Linked DNA regions of Mus musculus: all the other regions are linked to region 2. Evidence: chromatin contacts called from public Hi-C data. All regions are on one chromosome and are shown on one strand. The core of a region is the stretch at or near the end of the contact, and the rest is flanking DNA. Distances in the headings are between cores, read along the strand shown. Region 1 has its middle 14 kb from the start of Gm15322. Region 2 has its middle 22 kb from the start of Gm41063. Region 3 has its middle 61 kb from the start of Gm15326.

Region 1 (2,730 bases), core at 127-2,626, 180 kb before region 2:
TTAGAGGCTGAGGGGAAAGCAGACTTCTCGAGAAAGAGAAGGCATTTCTGTGCTGAAGAGCCCTTTTCACCGGAGCAAGCAGGATCCTCTCTACTTCTACAGGAAGCAGCTTGCCCACTGCAGAGGGGTGGGGTTCCCTCGGATTTCTCTGAAAGCATTTGGAGAAGGAAAAAGCCAGGCTCCAATGCCAAAAGACAACTTTAACCCTCCACTCGCAGAGCCCAAGGTCAACCAAAGGTCACAAGAGTACTGCTGAAATCCGAAATCCGCGGGCTGGGGAGCTCCCTCGGGGCTGCCTCTGATGCTGCAGGAATCGATAGCTGAGATCCACTCCCTAAAGGGCTCACTTGTTGGCCTGTGACGGATGAAGTGGTTCGAGGTGCCCATTAGGGTGCAGAGTAGACACTGATATAGACTTGAGCTCCCACGGCTGCCCCGCCCCTTCTTGAAACCTAATTTAGACCATATCAGAGTTTTCATAAAGACATTCCTGATACCATTGTGCTGTAAATCCTGTCTGATCCGACCTTCAAATACTTATGCAAACTGAAATATGTCTGGAAAGAAGTCAAAACAAAACAAATATGCCACACCATCTCTTTGCAGCAGGCCCCTCCCTCCTCATTTACATTTCAGCTCAGACCTCTCCAACCGGCTCCCAACTGTTTAGGCCAGTTAATTAGTTATAATTGCAGCGATTGTTTCTCTGAATGCACTGATGGCCTTATGTCTGAAAGCCAGCTTAGCCCGGTTTCCAGCATGTGTGAACTGCGTTGGTAGCATTATTTTGTAAAAACTCATTACAGATAAGTGCAGTTAGTTTAGTCTCCATCAAGACCGGCCGTAGCAATAATTCGCTTTCTTCAAACATCTACAGGTTGTTGTGTTCCAGGAGCTGTGACCTCAGCCTCTGCCTTCGCTCTGTCATTTCAGTGGGCTGTTTCCCCGCGGGAGCATTTTGGGTGAAGCGCTCTTAGTTTCGGATGCAGTGTGTTAATGATAATTTACGTCACTGGCAAGTTGTAGCAACATTGAGATCTCGTGGTCTATCTTTTGGCTCATAACACCATGTAATTAGAGAGAGTGGAAACTGGGAGAGTAAAGTGACTGTGTGCTCATATTACAGTCCTGAAACCAAAGGGAAGAGAAGAGGAAGTGGCTGTTTCTGACGAGGATGGGCCTCTCTTTTACTCCCACAAAGGAACGTCACAATCTTCCAGATTTAAAGGGGGAAATAAATGGTCATAAGGTTTGCCTGGTTGTATTATTAATCCATTCATCTAACATGTAGTGAACACTGACAGAGAGGTATGTTTAGAGAGGTAATAGTGTTCTTGTATGTTGTAGGGTTTGCATTCAAATATCACACTTCATTAAGGGGATTTATTCAGTCTTGTGAGGTAGGCAGGGTATGTATCCATTAGTTCACCCATTGGATGAGGAAATGGGAGCTTGCAAAGGTTAATCGACTCACTGGCCTGGGTCCCAAAGCTGGCGAGAGCCTCGGTTAGGAATCAAGGATTTGACTCTATATTTCATCAGTCTCCCTTCCATCTTAAAGACTGAAGAGTGAGGAAGCAAGACACATAAAAAGATTCCGGTAGAAACAAGATGGCGGCCATAGTTGCATCTCACGGATCTAGTGAGACCTGCACGCACCAGGACTGGATATTCTGGTAAGTGAGAAATGCAAACAAATAAGGGGGTGTTGGTGATAATAGGAGTTCCTCAAGACAAGGGCCCAAGATCTTTGCCTATGAGGTGTTCCTCGTGTCTGCTACATCCTTACTTACCAAGCACCTGTTAGTATCCTGAAACAGGCAGGGGAGCAGACTGGGCTGTCTTTACCCCACTCTATATGAACTGTAGTCACGCAGCTGACCTGGGAAGCTATCACAGAGGCTGTAAACATTGAACAAAGATCTGAAGAGTCAGGGCTTAGGTGATCAGAGTCCATAGATGAGGTAACAGAGTGATGTAGGCTGGAGAGATGGCTCAGAGTAAGACACTTGTCATGCAGGCCTGACCACCTGAGTTTGATTCCTGGATCCCACAGTGGAAAAATGTGTGTATGCACATATGTGTGTTATCCTTATAATCTCTATAAGACTGTATATAACCATATATGTATGTATGTGTCCTTATACATACATATATATATGCATATCCTTATATATATTTGACCACATATGACCAGACACAGGGCCAGACTTCTAGGAATGTCACCAACTTGGTCATCAGATGGAGCCCCATGCTTTGCGGTTTCCAGCTGTGGGATGAATTCTTTGCTGCCTCCGCCATCTTGGAATTCTCTTCCCTTTTCAAATAGCAGGCTCTGAATTTGTGTTTTGCACCGTCTAACAGTGTGGAGGGTCCTGACTAGGTGGTTTATTTCATTTATGCAAGTTTAGAGTATATTAGTGTTAGGAGAGTAATTCAAGCACTAGAGAAGGTGAGGAATTATGGGTATTAAACTGGCGAACTTGCTGGAGAAGGCAGGAGAGAAAAGGAAATCTTTTCCTTATACATCAGCTGACTTTAAAAAAAATCCTTAATTTGGTAAAAAAAAAATAGGAGGAAAAAGAACAGCGAACTATCAATTTTTGGCTCTGTTCATGTTAAAAGGTATAGGAAGAGCAGAAAAGCAACTGAGCTAATTTATCGTTTGTTCGATGTTCAACCATAAGTAGCTCAGATCTCTTGGGTTTCTGAGCACATCAGGGGAATCGC
Region 2 (2,858 bases), core at 160-2,659:
ACACCCTCCAGATCCCTCAAGCTACAAAACAGACCCCTCAGCACTCAGGCTGGTCTAAAAAAACGGCATTGCTTTGAAATGAAGGTGTGGCCAAAACCATGGGCTATTCCAAAGACTGGTTCACAAAACAAAAACAACAAAAGAAGGAAAGGAAAAAGTCAGAAAATACTCATAATTAGTTCAAAGAAAATGCTTCTTAATTTTTTTATTAGAAAGTGGTATGCTTTTTTCTTTTGAATTTCTCTATAGAATTCATTCCCCTAAGCTTCTAATACCTATACATCCAGGACAAATTTCAAAAGCATTTTAAACAAGAAATTATATGAAAGTGAACAGGTACAAAAATACCTATGGGATTATCTGAAAAAAAAAAACAGTTCAAAAGCTGCATTCTGTTGCACAAGGTGTGCTCGAATATGTGTATGTGTGTGTGTATGTGTGCATGCATGATTGACGTTTAATACATGTATATAGTATGTTTGATCCAGCCCTTCTCCTCCAATTCCTCCTCACCCACTACCATCACTATGTTTCTTTCCAGTTTCACATGCCCACCCTTTCCTCTCTCTCTTTCTCTCTCTCTCTCTCTCTCTCTCTCTCTCTGTCTCTCCCTCTGCCCCCCTCTGTCCCATGAATTCCACTTATGTACAAGAGATGCACAAGGTCAAGTCAGACAAACCCCAGTATGGAGCCAGCAGGGGTGGTGATGCTGTGATGGTGGTGGTGGTGGTCAGGCCGTTCCACCATTATCTGAGGAGCCTCTGGAATGGTGACTGTTTTGAAGTGTCACCAAGTAAGTACACTATGTAGGCAATTCAAGGTTAAAGAGGACCACTGACCGCCCCTGTCCCCTTGAGAGGGTGAGAGGGAACAGTTGCAGAGGAAGAATGTTAAGAATGAGCTCCTATCCTTCTTAACAAACCGAACCATAGATTGCTAAAGTTAGCCAACGGTTTAAAGACCCCCACGGCCTTTGCCTATGACCAGCACTATACACAAAACAGTGAACTTCCTTTCGCCCACACCCTTTCAGCCCTCAGAGCTTCCCGGTGGAGAGGACTGGGGGGGTGAGGTGGGGTGGTAAAGATGGCATCTCTCCAGGTTGAGAGTGACAAGCAAGGTGTGGGGCACTGCTAGTGTGTTCATGCTCTGCTCTGCTAGTCTGTCTGGTCCAGCTCTTCGGCAAAGAGAAGGGCACCAACTGGGACCTTGCAGTCCCTCGACTCAGCACAAAGCTTCTTTAGATTAGTGCCCAAACTAATTTTTATGACATGTCATTCCAGTAAGGGCACTGCTGCCTTTCACAGATGGGCTTCCCCCAGATAGCGACTGTTGGTTGGCTGAGTTGGGATCTGGCTGGATTAGGGAAATTTAAGCTGACAGCTGGTCTTTTTGCATGAGAGCATAAAGCCCCTGTTGTTGGAGGAAGTGATGGGGGCTGGTCAGACCCCATGGCCAAGTAGGAGGGCTTGCTCTTAGCAGTGGCCAACATTTCCCAAGCTAAGATGACTTTTTAAGAAACAAAGATCGTTCAAGTACAGTTTCACTGTACATGGCCAAATGAACTCAGGCCCTGCCAAAGAGGCCAGAGCAGACAAGAAAACAGCCCAGGGGAGCATGGTGTGGGAACACAGGAAGAGCTTAAAGGAGCCCACCCTGAGGTGGAAATCCCAGATGGTCTTCAACAAGGAACTTGGCTTCCCTAGAGCAGTGAGTCACCTCTAAGTCTCCTTGGGAAGGCTGACTCCCCTTATCAGCACAAACTGAGAACAAGGATTTGGAAGGCTTATTGTCTGGAAGAAAGACCTGGATATTTAATAAAAGTGTGTGTGTGTGTGTGTGTGTGTGTGTGTGTGTGTGTGTGTGTGTGTGCCTGTATGTGCGCATGTGCATATGTAAGGCACAAACTGACTGTTTAGTCAATATGCTAAAACCTTAATGTGCCTTAACTCATCCAATTCCACAACACTCTTGGCAAATGACACCATCATTTCCCTGTTTATGGAGAGGGCACTGAGGCTTAGTGAGATCAGCTAACCCGTGAGCCACTCTGAAAGCCTAGCCTGCATGAATATCAGTGTTTTTCAAATTATAGGACATAATCCACTAATTACTGTAAATCCACTTACCAGTCACTGCTAGGCTTAACTAGACTAGAGCAACCAGAGAGTCCCACACAGAGGGTAGATAGGGGCTGCTTTGTTTTGCTTTAAGTTCAGTACTGCACATGTTGTGCACCATGGTTTACAGTGCAAACTGCAGTAGCCTGACATATCTCAAAACTAATTTTCTCTGATTTTAAACTTTGTGTGAAGGAAATTAAGTTGCATGTGTTCTCTGGTATCTGGCTCCTTTTGGTACCAGTGCTAATTTTAGAAAACCAATGTGGTGGTTGGAGTTTATGCTGCACTATGTATGTATGTATGTGTGTGATACACATACCATGTGTCATATGACTTCATACTTCTTAAACAAGTCTCCCATGGATGACTTTGGCCTGTTTTCATTCCTTGAAAAACCACTGTGCACTCTGAGAGCTTTCTAGTATTTGCCTTCTGGCAAACATGCATACGTGCACACATGGGGGTCTACACAGGCATAGAATTGCAGGGTCATTGAGCAAATACGAGTTCACTGTTAGCAGAAATGGTCGCTGATTTTCAAAGTAGTTAAATACTTCAAATACGCTAGTAGTTTAAATGTTTTTTTTTCCTTTCTTTCTATGAAAGATGGGTGAGGAAGTTTAAAATATACTTAGATGAAAACCGCAGGAAGATGCCATCTGCCATGTAGACATCAGAGTTGCTTGTGTACACTAGACACCCTCATCCTCAGCTCTTTCCAGTGCCATCCGCATC
Region 3 (2,746 bases), core at 54-2,553, 230 kb before region 2:
AAAATGACTTTGCCCAACCAGCAGCTCTTCATTGTGTTTTTAATACACTAATGGCCTCAGTGAAGACAAGGCTATGTCCATAGGTTAGAGGTTCAGATTCTGTGTGGCCTCTGGCTTTAGTTTCAGGAATGGTAAATAGAGCAGTTGGGGAGGAGGAGTGTGTGTCAGAACAAGTTAGCGTGATCCCCTCCTTCCCCTAGAGTGTAAAGTCAGATATGTGTTTACTTGAAAAGACGTGGCCATTGGATTTGCAGATAGGTTGTGACCTCCACTGAATCACACTGCTGTTTCTGTGTTCCTGTAGTGCCAGGGATCAAACTCAGGGCCGTGTATGTACTAGGTAAGCATGACACTGCTAAGCCAAATCCCCAGACCATACTGGATCCCTTTATCACTTTTCTCTAATACGTTTTGATGCATTTGTGAATGCCGGAAGAAAAAGAATATGGCTGGAAATTTATCCATAATCATGGTGTTTTTCTGACTTATGTAAAAATGTAAAATCCTAAATAAGTTGAAGAAGGACTGGATAAGTACCAGGAGGTATAACTTTTAAAATTAGTCATATGCTCAAAAATACAAGCTTGTGGCTACTAAGTTATACTCATCAGGCATTAATTGTAGACCAGTACATGTCTGAGATGGCAAATATGATCCCTATGTCAAAAGACTGCATTATGCCACATTTGATTAACTCTGCAACTGAGTTTGGTTCAATCACCGAAACAACTTATGAGTTTCTTTGACCACCCTCAAATAGCTAAAAGGTATAATTCTTTTTAACCCTTGATTTGAAGTGGGCACTTAGTTCATTCTCTGATGTGCTGATTAGCCTGAGTGGATAAACAGAATATTTGTAGAAAGTCAGTAGCAAACATCAGAGCAGATTTGAGAGTTCAGTCTTCATCAAGTGAGAACCCTTCTTAAATTTTTGGCCAGTTGTTAAGCCATGCAGACTACTTGAAAGCGATCTTGTATTTTTCTATAGCACCCGTGTTTGATCCTGATACAAATGCTTGAGGTTGATTTTTCAGTTTGAGTTTCAGCCTATATTGTTTTCTTTTTGGTTATACAGAAGGATCTAGGTTCAGTATGTCTGGAGGTAAGTTGCTGGTGGATTCTGAAGTGGGGAATACCTTCAGGGAGCCTTGATCTGGGAAGCACTGGTCACCCCAATTCACAACAGGCTGGGGTGCTTGCTGCTGCTGCCAGCTTCATTGCTGGAAGTCCAGACTGGTCTCCAGATCATGGCACTGACTCTTCTTCTGTGTTTCCTCTGTTCTCTGCAGTGGGTTTGTCTTCAACAATGAGCTATTCATGGGCACTGAGCGAGCTACCCAGGACAGAGGCGACGGCTGCAGACCCTGCGGGCAGTTGGACATGCTCCAGTCCAGATATTCTTGGGAATGTGGAATTATTTGAATCAAAGGGAAATAAATCTTTTGCAAATGTTAATACAAATGGCTGTGGGAAGGGTTTGGTGCTAAAAGAGTAGCTGAAAATTCTTGGTGCCTACTGAGTTATTTTTTTGGCAGGGAATACTAGGTTGCTATGGGAATGATAAAGACACGATAATAGTCATATTTTAATGGTTCTTCTTACAATGTTGTACTGCGTCCTCTTCAACTGTGCTGGGATGATAAAGCTTGCTCTTTGAGTCATCTGACCACTCTTATCTTGTGTTTAGTTTCTTACTCAATTGCATTTGAACTTGAAAGCATAACTCTGAGTCTGTTCATGAATCCATTTTCTTTTTCACCAGCGCATTCAAGGTTTATATTGCCAACTGTAAGCTTCCCTTTTCATACGTTATGTTGGAATGGGTGTACCCTGGGAGATCTGAAAGTCTATATACTGTTCTGATATAATGGAAAGGGAAAACTGTATAGTACATGCCAAAGGTTAGCTGTTCCGGGCTATCTCTCCTTTGCCACACTTAGATATGTCACAGTGGGGAAGTCACTAAACTATGTCTCTGTATTTGTAAAATAGAGATAATTGCATAACTACTGTGGTGGTGTGAGCTCCTTAGACCATGTACATAAAATTCTAGCAAGGTGATCACGAGTATCTGTTTCTCAAAAACCTAAAACTCGATCTACCGTATGACCCAGCAATAATACTCCTGGGTCTTTACTCAAAAGACATCAAGTCAACATAGCAAAGATGTTTACACATCAATGTTTGCTGAAGCATTATCCTAGCAGCTAAGCTAACCAAGGAACAGAAAAAGAAAATGTGATCTACTTCTCAACAGGAGAGAAATCATGTCGGGCATTGGAAATCTAGCCCACTCGTCAAGGTGGCTGAAGTCATGGATCTTGGAGACGAACCTACAAGTTCTACTTTACTAAACTAGCATCATTCCTAACTGCATTCTAAAAGGAAAAAAAGGAATGAAAACATGTTCTATATACACACTAGAGATTGGTTAGCCATAAAAATGAATGATGTTGTATGGTGTGCAGGAAATGAATGAACCTGAGGCAATCAGATTAAGTGAATTGAGACAAACACCACGTTTCTTCTCACTTGTGAGCCCTAGATTTTATATAGTTACAGAACATCATGTATGTACATATGACACAAAAGCAGAAGTGAAAGTATCTGGGGGAACAAAGGGAAGTAATGTGAGACAGAGGGAGAAGATGCAGAGAGGAGGGGACATTACAGGAATATGTTCATTGTATAATATATACTTGTATGAAAATGTTCTCACATAGCATAGTACCATATATGATGAATA

The links. Hi-C and Micro-C count contacts between places; a contact is called where the count stands out from the background.
Region 1: a Hi-C map of the N1E-115 cell line shows a contact between it and region 2, with 4 times the contacts expected there. The contact joins two enhancer-like sites. A contact is called at or near these places in 2 of 484 Hi-C or Micro-C datasets (the HL-1 cell line and the N1E-115 cell line), 5 of 115 datasets of contacts at active chromatin or transcription factors (T-cell acute lymphoblastic leukemia, double positive thymocytes, embryonic basal ganglia and 1 more) and 1 of 9 other capture datasets (embryonic stem cells).
Region 3: a Hi-C map of cerebellum shows a contact between it and region 2, with 2.0 times the contacts expected there. The contact joins two enhancer-like sites. A contact is called at or near these places in 3 of 484 Hi-C or Micro-C datasets (cerebellar granule neurons, cerebellum and liver) and 4 of 115 datasets of contacts at active chromatin or transcription factors (astrocytes, embryonic basal ganglia, embryonic stem cells and 1 more).

What each region holds. Positions count from the first base shown.
Region 1 is chr13:111,979,370-111,982,099 of GRCm38.p6, forward strand. No RefSeq gene overlaps it. Among named protein-coding and RNA genes, the nearest start is that of Gm15322, 14 kb to the right of the region's middle. Within about 2 kb of position 1,377, at least 72 of the 459 cell types and tissues checked have an H3K27ac peak or open chromatin away from gene starts, as enhancers often do. A contact at or near this core is called in the N1E-115 cell line, where this site is marked.
Region 2 is chr13:112,158,857-112,161,714 of GRCm38.p6, forward strand. No RefSeq gene overlaps it. Among named protein-coding and RNA genes, the nearest start is that of Gm41063, 22 kb to the right of the region's middle. Within about 2 kb of position 1,410, at least 36 of the 459 cell types and tissues checked have an H3K27ac peak or open chromatin away from gene starts, as enhancers often do. A contact at or near this core is called in the N1E-115 cell line and cerebellum, where this site is marked.
Region 3 is chr13:111,927,513-111,930,258 of GRCm38.p6, forward strand. No RefSeq gene overlaps it. Among named protein-coding and RNA genes, the nearest start is that of Gm15326, 61 kb to the left of the region's middle. Within about 2 kb of position 1,304, at least 33 of the 459 cell types and tissues checked have an H3K27ac peak or open chromatin away from gene starts, as enhancers often do. A contact at or near this core is called in cerebellum, where this site is marked.